2 separate regions of the Gossypium raimondii genome follow, and region 2 is linked to region 1. A link is a contact called in public Hi-C data. All regions are on one chromosome and are shown on one strand. Each heading gives the region's core, a stretch centred on a gene start, on an enhancer-like site or on the middle of the called end of the contact. The rest is flanking DNA. Distances are from core to core; before and after follow the strand shown. Region 1 has its middle 9.1 kb from the start of LOC128040703. Region 2 holds the start of LOC105780229 (pentatricopeptide repeat-containing protein At5g14080).

Region 1 (6,207 bases), core at 1,228-3,727:
GATTTTGAGAAATTACATCAGCTTGTTTAAAACTTTTGGTTTAATAAAACTTAGTGTGCATTTTCAAAAGTGTTAAAATTGGCAAAACTTCTAAAAATGTTTAAAAAACTTAAACCCAGAATCAGTTAACTCAAACCCAAAATTTGAATTCACAATCGTGTTTTAAAAACATTAATTTTAGCAAATCATTTCCAGCTTAAAGACAAACACTCGTTAAAACTATTTGTTTATTGATAGAAAAACTCTTTAGGGGTTACTTAATTTTACAGCGAAAAATTTTCCAGAGTTTTAATTTTGGAAACTGGATTTTAAATTGTTAACCCGTGAGGTTTTGCAGTTTCATGCTAAAATACTCAAAAACAAACAAATAGAATAAAAACCAAAAATAAAGTCTAAACAAATTTACAGTCCAAAATAATTAAAAACATAAATTATCTAATTTTATAAATCGAGAATCAATCCGAGCTCCTGCACACCGTTCGGTCTAAGTCTAAAGATTACCTAAAAAGTCAAAGATTAAACAAAGGGGTGAGCTATAAAGCTTAGTGTGCAACAAACTCAAATAAAACAACCAAAAATTAACAGAATCACAGAGAATTTTATAACAATAATGTGAGCAAACTGAGAATGCTTGCTTATGCCAATGCAATATTTTTCAGAAAACGTAATGCATATTTTCTTCAAAAAATATCCTACCCAACTCCGCTACACACCAAATAGAGTTCCCCAGACTCGTCCATCCCATCACACCAACAGAATAGTTATGGTCAATGTCACTAGAGGTTGCAGTTAAAAACTGCCAAATTGGATATATGTGGACAAGTCACTATATTGCAATCAAGCCACCATAAATGCAGACAAGCTGTCAGATAGAAATGTGGATAAACCACCAGCTAATGTAGATCATTAAACTGCCAGAACTTCCTCCATATCATAATATCCCAACCCCATGCAATGTGACATGTCATGCATAAACTAAAACAGAATGATAAGCATGTTGAACATGCATTCATATTCTTAACAGAAAGATATTTACAGATACCTTGTTTTCAAGTCTTATTTAAGCGGTATGGACCCTATGGAGAGGCTAATTATGATTCACGGATCAAATCAAGTCAAAATGGAAATTTTTAAAAATGGGCCCATATGGTCGTGTGGCCCACACGGCCTGGCACACGGTCTCATACACGCCTGTGTGGCTTACATGGCCCAAATAGCTTAGACCATGTGACTCACATGGCCCGTTACACGACCATTTGGCATCAACAATCCCAATTTCGGCTTTCGTCGATCACTATTTTCTCGAGTTTTCGTTACACACCTAGTCGTTTTCCAATGCTAGCACTTTGACAAAGATGCCAAAACCTAAAACAGATATTTAAAAAGAACATTTTAGGAACAAAACACTAAATCAAATCTACTAATTTGGCACAACCCCCTAACCTTAGGCCTTAATAAACTGGAAATAAGCCTTTCGAGCATTTAATTACTCACCCAAAATGGTAGGGGCATTCTTAATAATCCCTTAATTGTTCGGAAGACTATTAGTTAAAGAAACATCACCTAAACCAAAGGTTTCAGAGAAAAAAAATCGCGTTACACAAAGAAAATAGCAAACTTACTCCATAATCGCAAAAACTCCACAACAAACAGACGAATCTAACCCCAAAATACTTACCTCGCACAGTTCTCATGAACTAATTAGCAAGAGGGTGAAAAAAATTGAAAGTAATAGGGAAAAAAGGTAGAAAATCCAAGGGAATAAAAGAAGAGACGATATAAGAAAAAACAAGAAAGCCGAAAGGGGAAAACGTGAAAGAGATAAAAAATAAAAGAAAAGACAAAGAATAATAATAGGGTGAAGGAAACGTGGGGCAAAACAAACAATTTGTTTTTGGGGAATGGAAAATTCAAAAATTAAATAAAATAATAATAGATGAAAATAACTAACCAACAAATTTTATTCAGTTTTTCCCAAAGTTTGAATTTAACTCAATAACTGACATAAGGCAGCGTAATGCCAGGAACTAAAAATTTAATTTTGTTTTACTTATGCAAGAATTTAATCACAAGACTTAAAGGTAAACTAAAGTCTTACCACTGAACCAACAAGTTCATTCTTTTTGTCATTTGCGCAAAAATAAAACATAAGCCGGATGCTTAAGGTTCAAAGGTAAGACAAAAATAACTAAAATTTTAAAGAAAATGAATCAAACCTAGAATCTCACACCCAAACACAACTCAATATCTTCTAACCTTGTTTTTGGGGTATGACAAATATTCTCACCAAACCGTATCACATGGTTTTCCTCCTTGCCTAGGCTAGTTTCAACAGCTATGGTTCCAAATTGGTAAAGACATTACCAATTGTAGATGTATGAGCTCCTATCGGTGATCCACCATCAAATCCCACATTCTCTTGGACTACAGATGGGTTGGCCCTATTAATATTCATAGGCATAAGGACCATAACAGGTTTATTTGGCCCACTAAATAATACCCCTTTCCCTTTGGCCCGGTCTCCTAGTTTCTTGCTTAACCCATCTGACTTTCCCTTAAAAGCGAAACATGCGTTCACACTAGTGACGTTACTATCTTTTTGCATTAAAACTTGAGATATTTTTTTCGTGATCGGCGACTTCATCAATTGCTCCCTGATTTTGGGTTCTAACTAAAACTGAAAATCTTGACCCTCATGAAATTTCGGCATCTAATCATGTGTTTTGCTCTCTTCCATTACGAGCTTTTCGTCTTTGCTTCCTTCCCACAAGCATCCAAGACCCAAACTTCTCTACTCTGCAGTTCAACTCCGCCGTATCAAAATTCTTCCGTGAATCATCTTCTCTTCCCTTATCACGGCCCCCTAACGACGGACAAACGTCTTGGACATGATCGTATCTACCACATCCAAAGCAAACGTTTGGTAAAGCCTCATATTCCACTCTTTGGAGAGTGCCATCAATTCTGATCTTTGGCTTCAACCGAACTTCCCGATTCACATAGATTGTCATTCTCACAAAGTGGCCCCGCGATCCATTTTCTGCGTTATAATCAATTTTCACAACTCGTCCAATCTCATCGTTCACTCAAATTTTTTTCCTCTACCCATCAGATCAATGGAATTTATGTATATGCAACCAATATGACATTGTTTCAAAATGAAATTATTGGTAGTAGTAAAGAAGAAAGAAAAAAAATGAATAGAAAAATTCCAAACTAATTTATACAATTATTTTAATAAGTAATATCTATAACCTTTTGCTTTTATCTTTTAAATTGCTGTCTTTTGTAGAGAAAAAAACAAAATATAAAATCAAAAGAGAAAGGGATAGTTGATATATTGCTCAAATGTGTAGATGGTATGCAAGGATAATGGTTAGGTCCATGTATATCTTATCAAAAAGAGGCATTTGGTACGTAAGAGATTCTGGCTTTTTTGGTGCTCATCAATTGGTGGGGGCCTCTCCATTTTCTAATTATGTGCTGCAACTTTCCTTCACGTTGATGAATAACCCAGCACCAAGTTGCAGTATAGTACAACTTAATAGCAGTATTGTACAAGAGATATTAATTCGATGAAGAAATAAACTAGCTAGAGGCCTATCAACTTTCACTTGAAAGTTTGCTACTATGGGTATTTAATTTCCAATTTAGATCATCATGCCTTTGCTAAATGCTTAAAAAAAGACAATAAAAAATTACACTTTGTATGCATTGCATGCCAACCAAATAGCTATAAATATTTGTTTATTTGCTTTCGAATTATTAGGCCCTTGGAATTATTTACCAAAACGAATTGCTATGTTGGTGAGAGCTTGGCATTCAAATGGGGGGAAGAAACAAAACTTTTGATAAGGATTGGAGTAGGAATGGAAAATTATTAAAAAAACAAACAAAGATCCAAGCTTATCACAATTCTTAATAGGAACATTAAGTGTTAAAAGATAATAATAAAGAAATAAAAAATTAGATGTTTTACCTTACCATTCAATCTTTGAATTCATGTGAGGTTGGTTTTGATAATTTTCTTTCCACAGTTAAGCTAAGCTTTCAAAGAGGGGAGGTCCCCTTTGTCTACATGATAGGAAGCACGTCTGACAAGCAATGCGATCCCTAACATACACATATACCCATTCTAACCATAGTTATCTTCACAGCCCAAAGGAAGTGCTCTTCTCCACAAATAAACAAAGTGCTCAAATTCTATAAAATTATATTGTAGTCTGAATTTTTTTGGCAAATTTAATCTCTCTACTATAGTTTCAGTTTTTCTTTTACTTTTAAATACACATTTTCAATTCGGATGCAAATTTGATAAAATAATTTAATGTAGTTGTGTTTTTAAATGCAGTGGTTTTACATATATATATATACATTATTAGTTTTTGTACAAATAAAAATATTATTTACATTTTAAAAGAATTAACAGAAAATATTAGCTTTAGGACTAAAATTACATATTTTAAAAAGTAGAGAGATTAGAAAGTATCAAAATATAGTAAATGAATTAAATTTACAAAAGAAGAGAGAGAGAGAAAACATAGTACAAGAATCTTTTGTAAAATTTGACCTAACAAAATTATTTTTTTTCTGGATACATCTCCTAAACTTATAAACCTCAAATCCTAAACATATTTAAGTGAATTTGAACTCACGACTTTTAAATTGCTGTAACAATAATAATACTAAATGAGTTTGTAGTAAGTCGACAGGCCATTCCTTAAAAAGGAAAAAGAAAAAAAGGTAAGTAGAAGAAGTAAATAATAAATAAATATATCTATATATGCCCTCATTTCTTCAATGATCCATCCCAAAACCATCCTCAAGTTGCTTAATAATCAAGTTTGGGAGAATGATTAAAGAAAAGGGAGAAAACTAACTAAAAGGGGATTTGTATGTAATGCAATGATATCCCCACTATGGTGACCAAGAATTGCATGGATTATATAATCATATTCATACGAATAAAGACAAAGTTTTGTGATATAGATACCATGTAAGTCATTATCATGGACATGAAGTGATTTAAGCTTAAATACAACTTATTCTGTTTTTTGTTTAAAAACAATAGATTGCATGATTTAATTAAATTAGACACTAGTTGAAATACAAGTTATTCTTCTTCTGATATAATCATTGTTGAAGTTCAATAGCGAAAAAGGGTCCCAAAAATTATGCCATGCCAACCGGAAAGTAAAAGTGAGCTTGGACCAATTACCTCAACAAAAGAATTCATATCTTGCCCCATATGAAGCAAAAGTGGTTAGATTTTGTTGACCAAAGAAAGGAAATACAGTTGTTAGATTTATGATCACTGCATGATTTGATTCAACTTGAGAAATACAAAGATGGGAGTTTTGCAGTCTAATTCGGGTGACTTGTATAAGGATAGAACTCGTGATTGGTTGGAATTAAAGATTTAAATGGAAAATTTTCACCATATCATTATTGTGAAATTTTAATATACCAATTACAATAACATCACTACATTTGGTTTAGCTATCGTGATCAAGTTTTAAAAGGATTAAGATATAAAGTTGGGAGTTTTCTATTCAATCATATAGGCTAAATATATTAATAAAATAATGGACACCAGATATGGAACAAATCACTTTCAAAGCAAGAAATACAAAATTATTCTTACAGTTAACTATTTAAGAAATGAAATTGGACACCATAGTCTTTTTTCTCAAGCTGTCATTGGCATCCACTAAATCTAAGAATTTAGAGACTTTAACAAGTGTGTCTTACTTTCCCTTACCTTATTAAACTTTAGAAATGCAAGGAAGCTAAACCAACCTAAGCATCCCCTCTTTCATTTTATCCCCTCTTTCATTTTATCAAAAGATTATTTTTCAAAGAATCATTCTGTTTAATTTTCTTATGTTTAAGGATCCTATGTGCTGAAAATGACATTGTGTAAAAAAAATGAAGAGGGTGTTTTAAGAAATGAGCAAATCATCGTCCTTCTTCCCACATTGATGAGTCTTCAAGTGTCAATTTCTAGAGAATTATTATATTTGATGAGGTATCACTCCATGTTTGATGTGAATTTTGAATTGTCAGAACTGAACAACACTTGACTAGGGACCCACTTATATAGTGCAGTATCACTAAATTCAACAAATGTGTTCTCTTTTTTTTTTTGGCAGATTTTGACGTTTGAGGGTGGTAGTGATCCCATGATTAATTTCATTTTTACAAAAT
Region 2 (6,207 bases), core at 1,699-4,198, 170 kb after region 1:
TTGTGTTTTCCTTGAATATTGGAAAAAGCCAATTTTTTTCCTTTTTCAAATTTGAATAGTATCAAAATAGAAGATATAAAAGGTGCTTTTGGAATTCTGGGCTTTGGTATTTGTGGTCTAATAAATTATTTCTGGGGAAAGTTGGGTGGTCTTTAGTTTGGAGAAAGTTGGATTCTTTTTTGAGAGATGGATGATGAATTTGCTAAGCTTGTCCGGAGGGTGAACCAACCCAGGTATTGCTTTTCGTTTTTTGGATTTTTGATGGGACAGTATTAATTTTTATTTGAATTTGTTCAAGGGTCTGTCAAATTTTTCTCTTCTTTTTTCCTCCAAGTTTTTAGAAAATAAAATCCAGGTTTTACAAGTTATCCTTTTTCTTATCGTTATTGTTTCAATCTTTTTATTTAATTTTCTCTTCTTCTTTTCTTTCTGCTTTGTGTTGATCAAAGCTATTTTTCTTCTCTCTTTTTTTTCTTATTGTTATTTTCATGGTAGCCAATTAGAGTTCCAAAATCAAGAGCGGCAATTGGACTTTCTATGCCAAAATGACATGTTTCCTTGAAGGCTCTTTTATTTGATTAGTTGAAAAAAAAAAAAAGTAGGGTTAATATGAGATGTATGCTTATTTTTGTTGCAGAGTTGTGATTGACAACAATGCTTGTGAGGATGCCACTGTTATCCAGGTAAGCTTCTTGCCTCTGCCTTTGCTGTAATTAGGTTATCTTATGTGGCTAATTAGTTCCTTAGATCTCTGTTTATCAACCTATCTATAATGGTTTAAATATGAATTTTGCTGGTTAGGTTGACAGTGTCAACAAACATGGGATTCTCCTGGAAGTTGTCCAAGTGCTTACAGATATGAATCTTACAATAACAAAGGCATACATATCATCTGATGGAGGATGGTTTATGGATGGTAAGGGTTTTTTTCTTAAAACCTGCTTGAATTGTATGTTAAATCCCGGGTTAACCAGTTACTTGTATGTTTCAGTCTTTAATGTTGTTGACAATGATGGCAACAAAATTAGAGATAAGGAAGTTATGGACTATATTCAGAGTGTAAGAACTTACCTCATCCTTATTGTTCAATGAATTTAACTACTGGCTTATCTTATATAGTCTGTTTTGCAGAGAATTGAAACTAGTGCTGGCTTTGTGCCGTCACGGAGAGGCTCCGTAGGCGTGATGCCTGCAGAAGAGCATACATCGATTGAACTTGCTGGCACTGATAGGCCTGGTCTATTATCTGAAGTATGTGCAGTTCTTGCGGACCTCCATTGCAATGTTGTAAATGCTGAGATATGGACCCATAATGCTAGGGCAGCTGCTGTAGTTCATGTGACAGATGATTCAATGAGCTGCGCAATCAGTGATCCAAAACGTCTCTCAATGATAAAGGAATTGCTTTGTAATGTTCTCAAAGGAAGTGATGACTTGAAAACTGCGAAAACAACGCTTTCAGCTCCAGGTGTTATGCACAGGGAGAGAAGGTTGCATCAAATCATGTTCGCAGACAGGGACTATGAAAGGGTCGAGAAGGCAGGAGTTAGGGCGGTAGAGGAAGGGAGTTCAAGACCTCAAGTCACTCTGTTGAATATCGAGAAAGATTACACTGTTGTTACCATGAGGTCAAAAGATAGGCCGAAACTATTGTTTGATATAGTCTGCACTCTCACAGATATGCAATATGTTGTTTTTCATGGAATGGTGAACACAGGAAGGATCGAAGCTTATCAGGTGAGTTGGTTACAGTGAAGTAGCTGGTAAAAAAATGACAATAGCAAACCCTTTTTATTATAGTCACTATTAGCCAATGGTCAACTTTAACAGTTGACAAGTTGATGCTATTGAAACCACTAGCGTAAGATTGATGCTGACGTTGTAATCCAATTTGTATTGGAATTCTACTCAGTTAAGCACAAGTTGTTATTGCTTGCGATTGCATCTTAACAGTGATAAACTGTTTTTTCCCCTATTTCCCACTAAACAGAACTTATGTTTCGTTGTAGGAATTCTACATCAGACATGTAGATGGGCTCCCCATTAGCTCGGAAGCTGAGCGTGTTCGTGTTATTCAATGTCTAGAAGCAGCCATTGAGAGGAGGGCATCTGAGGTATAAAAAAACCAGCTTGGCACAACACGACATGTACACACACACACATGGAATAAATAAAACCAAAAGAAACCAAGAAAAATGATTATGGTAAGCATGGTTTCATGATATTACAATACCCTCATCATTTTCATGGTACAGGGGCTGGAACTAGAATTGTGCACAGACGACAGACTTGGACTCCTGTCTGACATCACCCGCATATTCCGGGAAAACAGCTTGTGTATCAGGAGAGCATTAATTTCAACAAAAGGTGGCAAGGCCAAGGATACCTTCTATGTCACAGATGTGACAGGAAATCCAGTTGATCCCAAGATCATCGATTCTATCCGTGCACAGATTGGACATACCGCATTACAGGTGAAATGTAACTCAAGTCTTGCACCAAAACTACCTCATCAGGAGACAACAATGGGTCATTTCTTTGGAAATCTATTCAAAGCTCGAACTTTTCAGAATTTCAAGTTAATCAGATCTTACTCTTGAGACATCTCCTCCTCTTTTAAGTAGATATATTTGTACAGGAATATCAGATATTAAACCAAAAGATATACATAGGGGGAAAACACTGTAAATATTTAGCTTCTCCCTTGCTTGGTTACCAATGCCCTGATACTGCAAAGGAAAAGAAAAAACATCAGCCAGTCACTACACTGTAAAAGTTACTGCTGGTATTTGTATATCTTCACTGTCTATTGTAAGTAACATTTGTATAGTTTAATAAAAACATGGCTAGAAGTTTGTATAGAAGCATGGTGTGAAAATATTTTAAAATCAACTCTAATGCAAACCGGATGGTTTATAAAGGGATTTTATTCTCAAAAGGCGCCTCGCACCAAGACAGTATTCCTGAGTTTTTGTATAAAGGGATGATTGTTTTCCAATGATAAAACGATTATTAGTCTATTATCAGGATCGATCGATCGATCGATCGATCAATCATCTTTCTCCCATATAGCATTTGCCCCCATGTCTTTAGCTGTCTCGTAACTCTTTTCTGATCCAGTCATGAGAACAGTGACTGACTTAACAACTAGAATAGGCCGAGCATTGATCTCCGCATCCAACCATGCAACCCCAAATCCGACTTGGACTCCGTCTCTCGAACAGACCCTTCTCCGACTTGGTTGTCGTGAGTCGCTGACTCCGTCACTTGTCGCTCGTGTCATCGACTCCTTCCCCTTCACTCACTATTCTCTTGCTCTCGGCTTCTTCAACTGGGCCTCTCGGAAACCTGGATTTTCCCATGATTCAATATCTTATCAGTCAATTCTCAAATCTCTCTCGTCTTCCCGCCAATTTAATGCCATTGAAGCCCTCTTAAAGCAAGTCAAAGCTCAGAAACTCTCTCTTGACCCCTCGGTTTATCGCTTTATAATTAGTTCTTTGATCAAAGGAAAGAAAACCCAGAACGCAATCTGGGTTTTTAATGAAGTGAACTCTTTGAGTGCAGAGCTGGGATCTGAATTATGTAACTCACTTTTGGCTACTTCAGTTTCAGATGGTTACTTTGTTGAGTCCCAGAAAGTGTTTGATGAAATGTTTCAGAAAGGTATTGTTTTTAATACAATTGGGCTTGGTTTGTTTATTTGGAGTACCTGTAAAAATGGTGAATTGAGTAAAGTTTTGAGTTTGTTAGATGAAGTGAAAAAAGGAAGTTCTTGGGATGTTAATGGATCAATCATCGCAGTTTTGGTAGTTCATGGACTTTGTTTCTCATCAAGAGAATCAGAGGCTTTTTGGGCATTGGATGAGTTGAGGAGCAGGGGTTGCAAGCCTGATTTTATAGCTTATAGCATTGTAGCAGAAGCGTTCAGAATGACCAACAATGTGGTTGAGAGGGAGTTGGTTTTGAAGAAGAAGAGAAAGCTAGGTGTGGCTCCAAGGAGTAATGACTATAGAGAGTTTATCTTAGGGCTGATCCTGGAGAGGCGGATAAGTGAAGCAAGGGATTTAGGTGAAGCCATTGTGAGTGGGAATTTTCCTATTGAAGATGATGTTTTGAATGCATTGATAGGATCAGTTTCCAGGATTGATCCTGGTTCAGCAATCATGTTTTTGAATTTCATGGTTGGGAAAGGGAGATTACCCACTTTGTCAACCTTGAGTAATTTGAGTAAGAATTTATGCAAGCGTAGCAAGGGTGATGAATTATGGGAAGTTTACCAGGTTTTGTTTTCACATGGTTATTTCTCGGATTTGGAGAGTTACAATGTGATGGTTTCATTCTTCTGCAGGGCTGGGAGATTAAGGGAGGCTTATAAGGTTCTTCAGGAGATGAAGACAAAAGGGTTAAGCCCAAATGTCTTGTTTTACAATCATCTTATGGAAGCATGTTGTAAAGAAGATTTGGTGCGTCCTGCCAAAAGGCTGTGGGATGAGATGTTTGCAAGTGGGTGCCCAGGAAACTTGAGTACATACAATATCCTCATTGGAAAGCTCTCACAGATAGGGGAAGTTGAAGAGGCTACGCGCCTTTTTCGTCATATGGCAGAGAAAGGGGTAACACCGGATGCTACAACATATACAGCTCTTCTCGAAGGACTTTGTCAAGAATCAGATTTTAAATCCGCTTTTGAAATCTTCAATAAATCTGTTGAACAGGATGTGAGGCTTGCACAAACAATATTGGGCACTTTTGTCATACATCTCTGCAGAAAAGGTAATGTTCCAAACCTTATCATACAGGTTACATATTCATTTAGAAATTAACATGGTTTAACAAACATGGTATGGTTCTTGCAGGTCAGTTTCCTGTTGCTTCTAAGTTGCTGTGTGTTCTAAATTCTGATATAGCTCATTCAGATACCCATGTCGTTATGCTGAAATGGTTAGCTGATGCTAAAGAGATTCAATTAGCGATTAAACACATACAACGGGTTCGAGGTACCTCACCTTCAATTTTGCAAGTTATATTCAGCAAGCTTGCTGCCTCTGTTTCTTCTACTTCGGGACCAAACTCTACTGAGCAGTTGCTTCAAGCAATACAGGAGGAAGGTCCGGTTGGTTGCAAAATTTACTAGCAAGAGCAAGTATATGCTATGGAACCCCCCACTTAATCGTAAAATAGAACTCAAAAAGGGGTAGGGAGCAAATCCATAAGAGAGATACTGCTTGATAGCTTTTTACTCTTATTTATTCTTATTGTCAGCAGTTTTCTTAAGAATTTTGCCTTCAGGTATTCAATCATTTTTCCTCCCCATCATTTTCCTTTGTTATTTTCTCTTCCTTTTCTGTATTGTTGTAGATATCCAAATGTTCATTTGCAGTCGGAACTTATTTTAGGGTAAATTATTGAAATAGTTAATTTTGTTTGACTTAGTTACATGTTTTTTTTTGTATACGTGACAAATAAAAAGGATATGTTTCATATTTGTTTATTTGTATATTATAAGCAACCAACAATGACAAGCAGGCTTAGAGGTTGATGTTTTCATCTCTTCTTCTTCTTTTCTTTTCTATGTGTTTTCTTCTTCTCTTCTCTTCTCCTTTCTAATGGTAACAAAAAAAAAAAAAAACCACAATTGTTGCTTGTTTTTAAACTGAAAAAAATTGGGTTTTAGGATAAAATTTTGTATTCTATTTTCAAAAAGAAATTTAACTTTTCTCATGACATTCACGTTGGCATTTAAAATCTATTTTAATTATCACGTCGAGCTGTCATTTGAGAGGTAACAGATCTGTAACAGCGCACCCAGCCTAAATGTTATGGCTAGATCTTAAGATATTACGCTTCCCGTTTGAAAACCCAAATTAAAATCTAATTTTGGAAATCGTGTGATCTAAAAATATTATTTTTTGAAAATACTTTTACATGTTTTTCTTTATTAGAAAATCATACGCAAAACCTATTTATTTTACGGAAAAGCATTTAATTTGATACGTTGTGTTTCAGTGAAGATTTTGGAGTTAATAATTTGAAAAACGTAATTTCGATAAATGAAAACGTATAACTTTGTCGATTGTACATATTCTGAAACTTTTGTTATTAACTTTCGTAAAACCCATTTCAAATTTGCAGCGAGAAACCTTAGCTTGTTTAATTTTGAAACCCAAGCATTTATTTTAGTTTACAGAAAACATGCAAAAATCT

Evidence for each region. A called contact is a pair of places that touch in the nucleus more often than the background predicts.
Region 2: a Hi-C map of leaf shows a contact between it and region 1, with 3 times the contacts expected there. The contact joins the promoter of LOC105780229 here to the enhancer-like site in region 1. A contact is called at or near these places in 2 of 2 Hi-C or Micro-C datasets (both in leaf).

What each region holds. Positions count from the first base shown.
Region 1 is chr4:36,167,899-36,174,105 of ASM2569854v1, forward strand. No RefSeq gene overlaps it. Among protein-coding and RNA genes, the nearest start is that of LOC128040703, 9.1 kb to the left of the region's middle. Within about 2 kb of position 2,478, the one cell type or tissue checked has open chromatin away from gene starts, as enhancers often do. A contact at or near this core is called in leaf, where this site is marked.
Region 2 is chr4:36,336,019-36,342,225 of ASM2569854v1, forward strand. It overlaps LOC105780229 (pentatricopeptide repeat-containing protein At5g14080), which reads left to right and starts at 2,949. Exons shown (of 2, transcript XM_012604430.2): 1 at 2,949-4,776; 2 at 4,860-5,550. The coding sequence starts at 3,123. The coding sequence ends at 5,137. It overlaps LOC105780231 (ACT domain-containing protein ACR6), which reads left to right. Exons shown (of 7, transcript XM_012604431.2): 1 at 1-233; 2 at 638-683; 3 at 802-916; 4 at 992-1,059; 5 at 1,132-1,737; 6 at 2,010-2,114; 7 at 2,256-2,864. The coding sequence starts at 187. The coding sequence ends at 2,600.